Regions from separate parts of the Hordeum vulgare genome. Here region 2 is linked to region 1. The links are chromatin contacts, called in public Hi-C maps. All regions are on one chromosome and are shown on one strand. The core of a region is the stretch at or near the end of the contact, and the rest is flanking DNA. Distances in the headings are between cores, read along the strand shown. Region 1 holds the start of LOC123397170 (ocs element-binding factor 1-like). Region 2 holds the start of LOC123452411 (heterogeneous nuclear ribonucleoprotein 1-like).

Region 1 (3,681 bases), core at 364-2,863:
ACTAGACTAAAAAGTCCCTTTTAGTTCCTAGGTAAAGAAACAGGATGGACTTTTCCTTAAGGGACTACAAAAAGACTCTTTTGGATGGACTTTTTTCTTTAGTCCCTGGAACTAAAAAAAAGTCTAGTCCCTTGAAAAGAAACACGACCTAAGTCAGTGACCCGTCTCTGTCAAATTCTATCACTACGGTCTATTATTTGTTTTCACTAAAGCGGAGCGGCTCGCGTTACACCATGGCCCGGCAGGATATCCGATAGAAAAGAGGGCGCGCATCTTTTCCGCTTGGCCTAAAGGCTCTCACGACAGTCGACAAGAGACGGCGTAGTGTCATGCACCGTTAAATAATAACGCAGAGTAAAAACAGAGAGACCGGGTATGTCGACCTGCGGCATGTCGACGGCCATTTTAGGCACAGTGAATCTGCACGTACGCTGAGCGGTGAATCAGCCGGATAAAAATGAGGCAGTGCATCTCTTCCGTTCGCCCTAAACCTAAAGGCTCTCACGACAGTCACGGAGACGGAGTCACCGTTAAATAACGCAGAGTAAAAACAGAACAGAGAGACCTGTGCGTCAACCTGCGCAGAGGTCGAGGACCATTTTGGTCACACGGTAAATCTGCACGTAAGATGAGCGGTGAATCAGTCGGACTCTTCACGTACGGCGCCAAAGCGGCAGTAATTTTCCATTTAGTAATTTACATCAGCTGACGATCCATTCATCCATGTAGTACTTAATTATATATGCAGCCTACACGTCAAGTAAAAGCACGGGTCCCTAGCATGGCATGCAGCTGCTTAAAGCACCAGTAGTGCTCCCGGTTCGTTCACGCACGTAGTACTCTCGTCGTCGTCGTCGCCGTCGCCATCCGTTCCAAAACTTTCACACGTGATGTGACTCCGTCCACCGTGGTCATTGGTCGTGACCACCCGCACCATCCTTCCATTTCCATCCTAGTAGGTCATCAGGGAAGCCAGCCCCGTCGCTGCGGCCGGCGGCAAGGCGGCTCCTCCCGGCCCGCCGCCAGCGCCCGGCTGCGGGCGACGCGACCGGAGCTGCAGCGTGAGCCGCTGCAGCGCGAGTAGGTAGCCGAGCCGGCGCTTGAGCGCGGCCTCCTCGGTGCGGAGCCGCGCGTTCTGGCGGCGCACGGCGAGCTCGTGCCGCGCCACGGCGTGCAGCTTGGCGGCCAGCTCGCGCTTCTCGGCGCGGAAGCGAGCCACCGTCCCGCGGAGCTCCTCGAGGCGCTGCTGCTTGCGCGCCCGCGACCGCTGCGCCGACAGCCGGTTCGACACCTTCCGGCGCTGCCGCCGCCGGCGCTCCTCCTCGTCCTCCACCAGGCCGTGGCCCTGGTCCGCGGCGGCCCCGCCGGACGAGCTGGGGGACGACGTGGTGGACGACGCCGCCATGAGCTCCTCGAGGGTGGGGCACGTGTCGGCCTCCCACGGGGTGAAGCCGAACCCGGACGTCATCGCGTCCATGTCAAGGCCGATCGCCTCCTGCAGGGACAGCATTTTCTTTCTTTCTTTCTCCTGCCACTAGCAGCAGCAACAACAACCACAAGGAACGGAAGAAGGACGCAGCCGTAATTCCGGGAATCTAGGGGGGCTCGAGAGAGGGATCGGGGAAAAGGGAAGAAGCGATGAGGAAACTGGCGCTATTTATAGACCCCGGAGCGGGCCGAGCCGGGCCGTCGGGGGTGGCCCGCCACCAGGAGGCGGGCCCTGCACTTACGTGAGGCTTCTCCTTCCTTCGCCCCGGTGGCTATCTTTGCCGCCTTTTTCTTCCTGGCGGGTAAAGATTCTACGGCCGCGACAGTATATCCAATCCCCGGGCGGGCCCGCGTAGACTTGCCCACGTGCTCCCATCTTTCCCGCACGGACGGCGCCGATGAGCCCAACGGCGTATATGGACGGTGGATCGCTCGTCCAACCCCGTGCGGGCCCACGTGGCGCTCGTCCTCCTTTTGCGTGGGTGCTCGGTTGGTGCAACGTGGGCGCGGGCCCGCGTAGGTCCGGGTAGGGTGGGGGTGGGGTGGGCGTTTTAGTTAGCTTAATCGCGAAGTAATGGCCGCGAGATGCTGGGCATCGATGGCTGGGGTGCAACTGCAACTGCATGCAGGTGCCCGCGCAGCTGTGGGGACGTCCCATTGGGCGCCGCGCCGTGCCGTAGGGCGCAGGCCACTGCTCGCGGGGGCCAGCCGTCGCCGACGTGGCGCCCCGGGATCTCATTCGGGGCTGGGCGACGCGCCACGTTAGCACGATCAACAGCGCGGGAAGGACAGGAGTTTGTCTTGCACGTAGCTAGCTCTAGGTGACTACGTCTACGTGCTGTCACGATGCCACTCACACGTCTCCAGCTGAGTGGGTTACACCGCGACGATGCGTCACGTGGTGAATACGTACGTAGGCAATGGATGGACGGATGAATCTTTAAATCGTCCCACAGGTTATGTACACGTATGTACGCGTGGTACTTGGAGGCTATACGTGTGTGGTGGCCGGTAAAGTCGGACGAAAGCTGCATGGACAATGGCCTGACCTCAGCGAGCCGCTCAAAGCTGGTTAAAGATGGAGGTGTGTGTGTGCGCGCGCGTGACGGAACGCGATCGATCGGTACATATGTACTACAATCACACGTCGCCGATCGAGCAAACGTACGTACGGTTCGGTAGTGTGTTCTAGCAGCATGTGCGGGTGCAACGATTGGTTCGTTCCGGATGCGTGGCGAGCGAGCCGCGGCACTTTGAATTAGGCGCAAGGGTTTCTCCACGTTTCGTTATGTCTACTTGCGTCCGATCGATCACGTACTCGTATTTGCCAAATGCGCGTGACATCTATAGGTCCTAGTAGTTTCCTTGCACACAGATGTGATCTTTAGTTACGGTGGATGTTGAAAGTCAGGGCTCTCGATCAATGATCGTTTGTAAATGATTAGCAACCCTTGCTAAGGGAACAAATTTATGATGTGTATAGTACAGTTCAATCAACCACTGTCCACTTAGGGAATAAATTGTAGTGCCATCACCAAAAAATTCCAAATTAGATAAAACCATACAAGCAAATAATACACAAATTGACTCGTATTGTACAACAATGTTGATATACAGGAAATTATTATAACTTTGGAGACTCCGGACTGCAGACTTAGGTTGTGCGTTGCGGCAGGGGCGTCTGACATGAGTTTTTGTAGGGGAACACATCTCTTGAGCTGAGAAGCAACCGAGTTGATGCGTGAAGATGGGCTAGTTCGTTGTTGCACTGTGCGTGACGATGACCCTAATTCTAACCAAGGCACGGACCCCTCCGGCACAACGTACGTAGCTTCACCGCTTCAGTGACAACATGTTGTTATTCTCAAGTACTTCAAGTACATGCATGCACATATAATTAGGCAACTCCCAATGCTCCACCTTTTACAGATGTTAAGGCTGTCACATAGACAAAAAATCTGATATAACAAGCTAATTAATAGAAGATAGATGAGTGTGGTGATTTCAGGAAGAAACAATGCTAAACGCATGAACCTAGTTAAAACAATTAAATAAAAAAAAATGCACCAATGCATGCACAACGTTTAGTTGTAAAAGCATTAAATAAGAAGATTCAGCTACAATAAGTTAAGCAACTATGCATTGAGGACTTTAGTTGCTAAACTATTTAATATGCTTAACACCTCATCTTAA
Region 2 (3,681 bases), core at 386-2,885, 250 kb after region 1:
TCCTCCAAGTCATCACCAAACCCAAAGGGGTCGAGAGGAGGAGCCCCGATGTCCACCTCCGCGTCTTCAAGAAGCCCCATGAACGACGTCGGCGGGGCGGACATTTCGTCGAGCACCTCGTGCACGACGGGCGGAGGGGCGGCGGCGGGCGCGGGCGCGGGCGCCGACTTCTTCCGGGAGGTGGTATTCTTCACCTTCGGCCCCGCTGCCCCCTTCGGCCCAAGGGAGGGCTTCTTCTTCCGGCCCTTGGTGGCGGGCGGCTTCGGCGGGGCGAGGGAGGTGGCGGGCGGGACGACGGAGGCGGTGGCCGGGGCGGGCTGGGGGTGGATGACGTGCCGGCCAGCACGCCGCCTCTTGGCGCTGACGTGGGTGGCGGCCACCATCGATGCCACCTGCGCCTGGCTCGGGATGGCCGGCTGCTGGGCCGGCGCGGGCGTCACCGAGGCCAGGGCCGGGGGCGGGGCGACGGGCGGAGGGAGGAAGGAGGCGACCGATGCGAGGGAGGAGGCGGCCAGGGCGAGGGAGGAGGCAGGCGGGGCCTCCATGGCGTGCGGCGGCCGACGGCAGCGAGTAGGCGGGCGGTGGGAGGCGGGAGGCGGAGAAATTTCCCTCCCACGCATCGACCGGTAGGAATGCGGGCTGGGGATGGGTTCCCCTCTCCAATCCTCACTTTTAGAGATTGGGAGGGCAACCCGGGGTCCAATCCTCAAATTTTTTTAAGGATTTAGGGGTTCTATTCTTTGCCTTCTTTTCGTTTCAACCCGTAAAAAGCGGTTAATTTTGAGGATTTAAGGATTTAATGTCACTACTAGTGATACTCTAATGACAAGTGATAGAGCAGGCCTTATAAAGAGATCTCACTTTTACCACTGTAGCAGTATGGTACTGCCTCCGTTCCAAAATGAATGACTAAACAATAACTCAACTTTGCACTAAATTTAGTACAGAGTTGAGTCACTTTTGAGTCACTTATTTGGGATGAAGAGAGTACTAAACTTCTCAACAATTGTCGTACACTTACATGGACCATAGAGATTAATCAGAAATTATTATTTTATATGAGCCTAAATCCATCTATAATCTAACAAAATCGACCCTTAAAATTCAATAAAAGGGGTATTTTCAAAGTAAATTAGGGTAATATGGTTAGATTGTGATAAAACCAGCTCACCGAGATGCGATTCGTTGACTACGAAAACGCGTGTGATGACTATGCTAAAATAAATATTTGTTAGTTGGATAAATATTTGCTAGTTCGGACTTTCAGAGATCTTTTATGGTTAGGGATGTCCTGTGTGTTTACAATGGTGATTGTACATGTGTGGTGCCTGTGATCATTTGGGTTTGCAACGTTTTTTGAAAGACCAACTTACAGCGCTCCTTCCGTCAGACACATCGCGGGTCCCGTTTGTCAGGCAGCCAGAGTCGCCGAAATTCAGTCCAAGTCAAACATACAAGAGTCCACGCGTGATTCGCTCCAGTTTGCAGTTGTCCAGGCCGAGCACGAGACGAAACCTCGTCCAGTCCGCCTTCCCATCGCAGGTCCGCACGCAACAAGAAACAAACCAGTTCCAAATCTGGGCCGTCCAGTCCCCTCCGCAACTTCTTAAACCCCGGGCGAGCCCAACCGAACCCAAACAAACAACCCTAGCCTTCCTTCCGCCTCGCCCACGCGCGCCTCGCCTCCGCCGCTTTTCTCTCCGCCCCGCGGAAACAGACTCGCCGCCTCCCCTCCCCTCCCCTCCCATTGCCGCCCCCTCGCCTGCCGATGGCGCTGGAGACGCGGAAGCTGTACGTCGGCGGCCTCCCGCCGTCGGCGCAGCAGGACGAACTCAAAGACCACTTCAGCCGCTACGGCGACGTTCTTTGCGTCCGCGTCGTGCGGGACTGGGAGACTGGCCAAGGCCGTGGGTTTGCTTTCGTTGAGTTCGCAGATGAGGAGGGCGCGCGCGCCGCGCTTCAGGAGAAGGAGAAGGCCAATCACGTCTTTGGCGACCGCACGGTGAGTCACTTTTTTTCTTCTTCAAACCGCTCGATTGAATCTTTGGCCATGATTAAGTACGCTTGTTTAAGGGCTTTGAGATCGAGTGTACCCTACTTCCTATTTAATTTTCTGTAAGCTTATTGGATAACATCAATTCGGCTATTAGATTGAATTTATTCAGGTTAATGTTGTGTACCGTCACTTTTAACTGTGAAAGTAAGGGGTGCTTTTTTTAAAAAATTTCTACGAAGATTGTTGATGGTGTAGATAATCTGCAACTAGAGCTGCTTAAATTTCTTTTATGTATTTACACTGAAGTAAGATACACCTATTCAGATGTCCTTACAAAACTTTGTTACTTTCTTTTACTTTTCTTGGTTAGAATTGCCCCTAAATGCTCACTGTACAAATAAGGAAGTTCTATTTGATATTTATTTAGTTTAATGTTATGCTTCTTTAGATCATTTGGGGTGTTTCTATTGTATTTTTTGCAAAAGGGTTCACTATTATTTTCTAGTTTAGTTTTATTAAAAATATTTTTGTTTCTTACTTTTGAATTATGTCGTTTGATTGTTTATTTGGATAGGTGGATGTTAAGCGAGCTCGAACCAGGCCAATGCGGTATCAAAATGAGCAACCATTCTACCAGCGCCCTTCACATCAGAGCCCAATGCAAAGCCCAATTCACAACCAGTGGTACACACAATCTTCTAGTAACAATTCATATGCTGGTAATGGTCATAGAAGCAATGATGCAAAGAAAGTCTTTGTTGGTGGGCTAAGAGGTAACATTACTAAAGAGCACCTCCAGAGCTATTTTGAGAAGTTTGGAAACATAACAGATGTTGTCGTGATACGTGAGGGGGGTACTCAAAGATCACGAGGTTTTGGATTCATTACATTTGATTCTGATGAGGCTATGTCAAAGGTGTTGGAAAGTAAATACCATGATTTGAATGGAACAAAAGTTGAAACTAAGGTTGCCATTCCTAAGGATCATAGTTACTACCAGGAAAGACAACAATATAGTCCAATGACATGGGATGGTAACTATCCTCCTATTGGTTATACTGGAGTATACCCACCTCACATGCAATATATTATTAATAATCATTATATGATGCCTGTGCCGCAATATATGTGTTCACCGTCTGGAGAATATGGTTACATCATGAATGGCGGAGGCCCCGTAGTAAGGCAAGGTCCACTCTATACAGGCTATGTAACGCCAATTGGATATGGATATGGTGCTCAAGTTGTGGATGCTAAAAGTGATAGCAAAATGATTCAAGACATAACAGAGGAACAAGTGGACTTACCTTCTACCAATAATATTTCCAAGCAAGAATCTTTGGGCATAGAGTACGAATCTGAATCTCTAATTTTATATTGTTTGGCTTTACTTTAGTATTAATTTTTAATACCTCGTGATCTTTTAATGCACGTTAACTTGTTTCATTATTAAATACGTTATTTTTTTTAAATTATATGAGTCAAGTATTTTTTTATTAAATAGTTTAAATTCTTCTTAATTATAGCCAAGTATTTTTTTAGTAGTAAACTAAGGTATACAAAGCATTTTAGATTTTGAACCATTAATCCATAACCTTATAATTACTCGTTCAAATTATTCCGTTAGTGTGAAGTGCAAAAGGAGTAACCATTAAAACATTGATGAAATACTCGGTGAATGTTTT

The links. Hi-C and Micro-C count contacts between places; a contact is called where the count stands out from the background.
Region 2: a contact with region 1 is called in a Hi-C map of seedling, with 2.6 times the contacts expected there. The contact joins the promoter of LOC123452411 here to the promoter of LOC123397170 in region 1. A contact is called at or near these places in 1 of 6 Hi-C or Micro-C datasets (seedling) and 1 of 1 datasets of contacts at active chromatin or transcription factors (embryo).

Annotation. Positions count from the first base shown.
Region 1 is chr5H:534,535,139-534,538,819 of MorexV3_pseudomolecules_assembly, forward strand. LOC123397170 (ocs element-binding factor 1-like) reads right to left here and starts at 1,614. Exons shown (of 1, transcript XM_045091821.1): 1 at 953-1,614. The coding sequence starts at 1,510. The coding sequence ends at 953.
Region 2 is chr5H:534,785,937-534,789,617 of MorexV3_pseudomolecules_assembly, forward strand. It overlaps LOC123452411 (heterogeneous nuclear ribonucleoprotein 1-like), which reads left to right and starts at 1,636. Exons shown (of 3, transcript XM_045129061.1): 1 at 1,636-2,002; 2 at 2,571-3,346. The coding sequence starts at 1,769.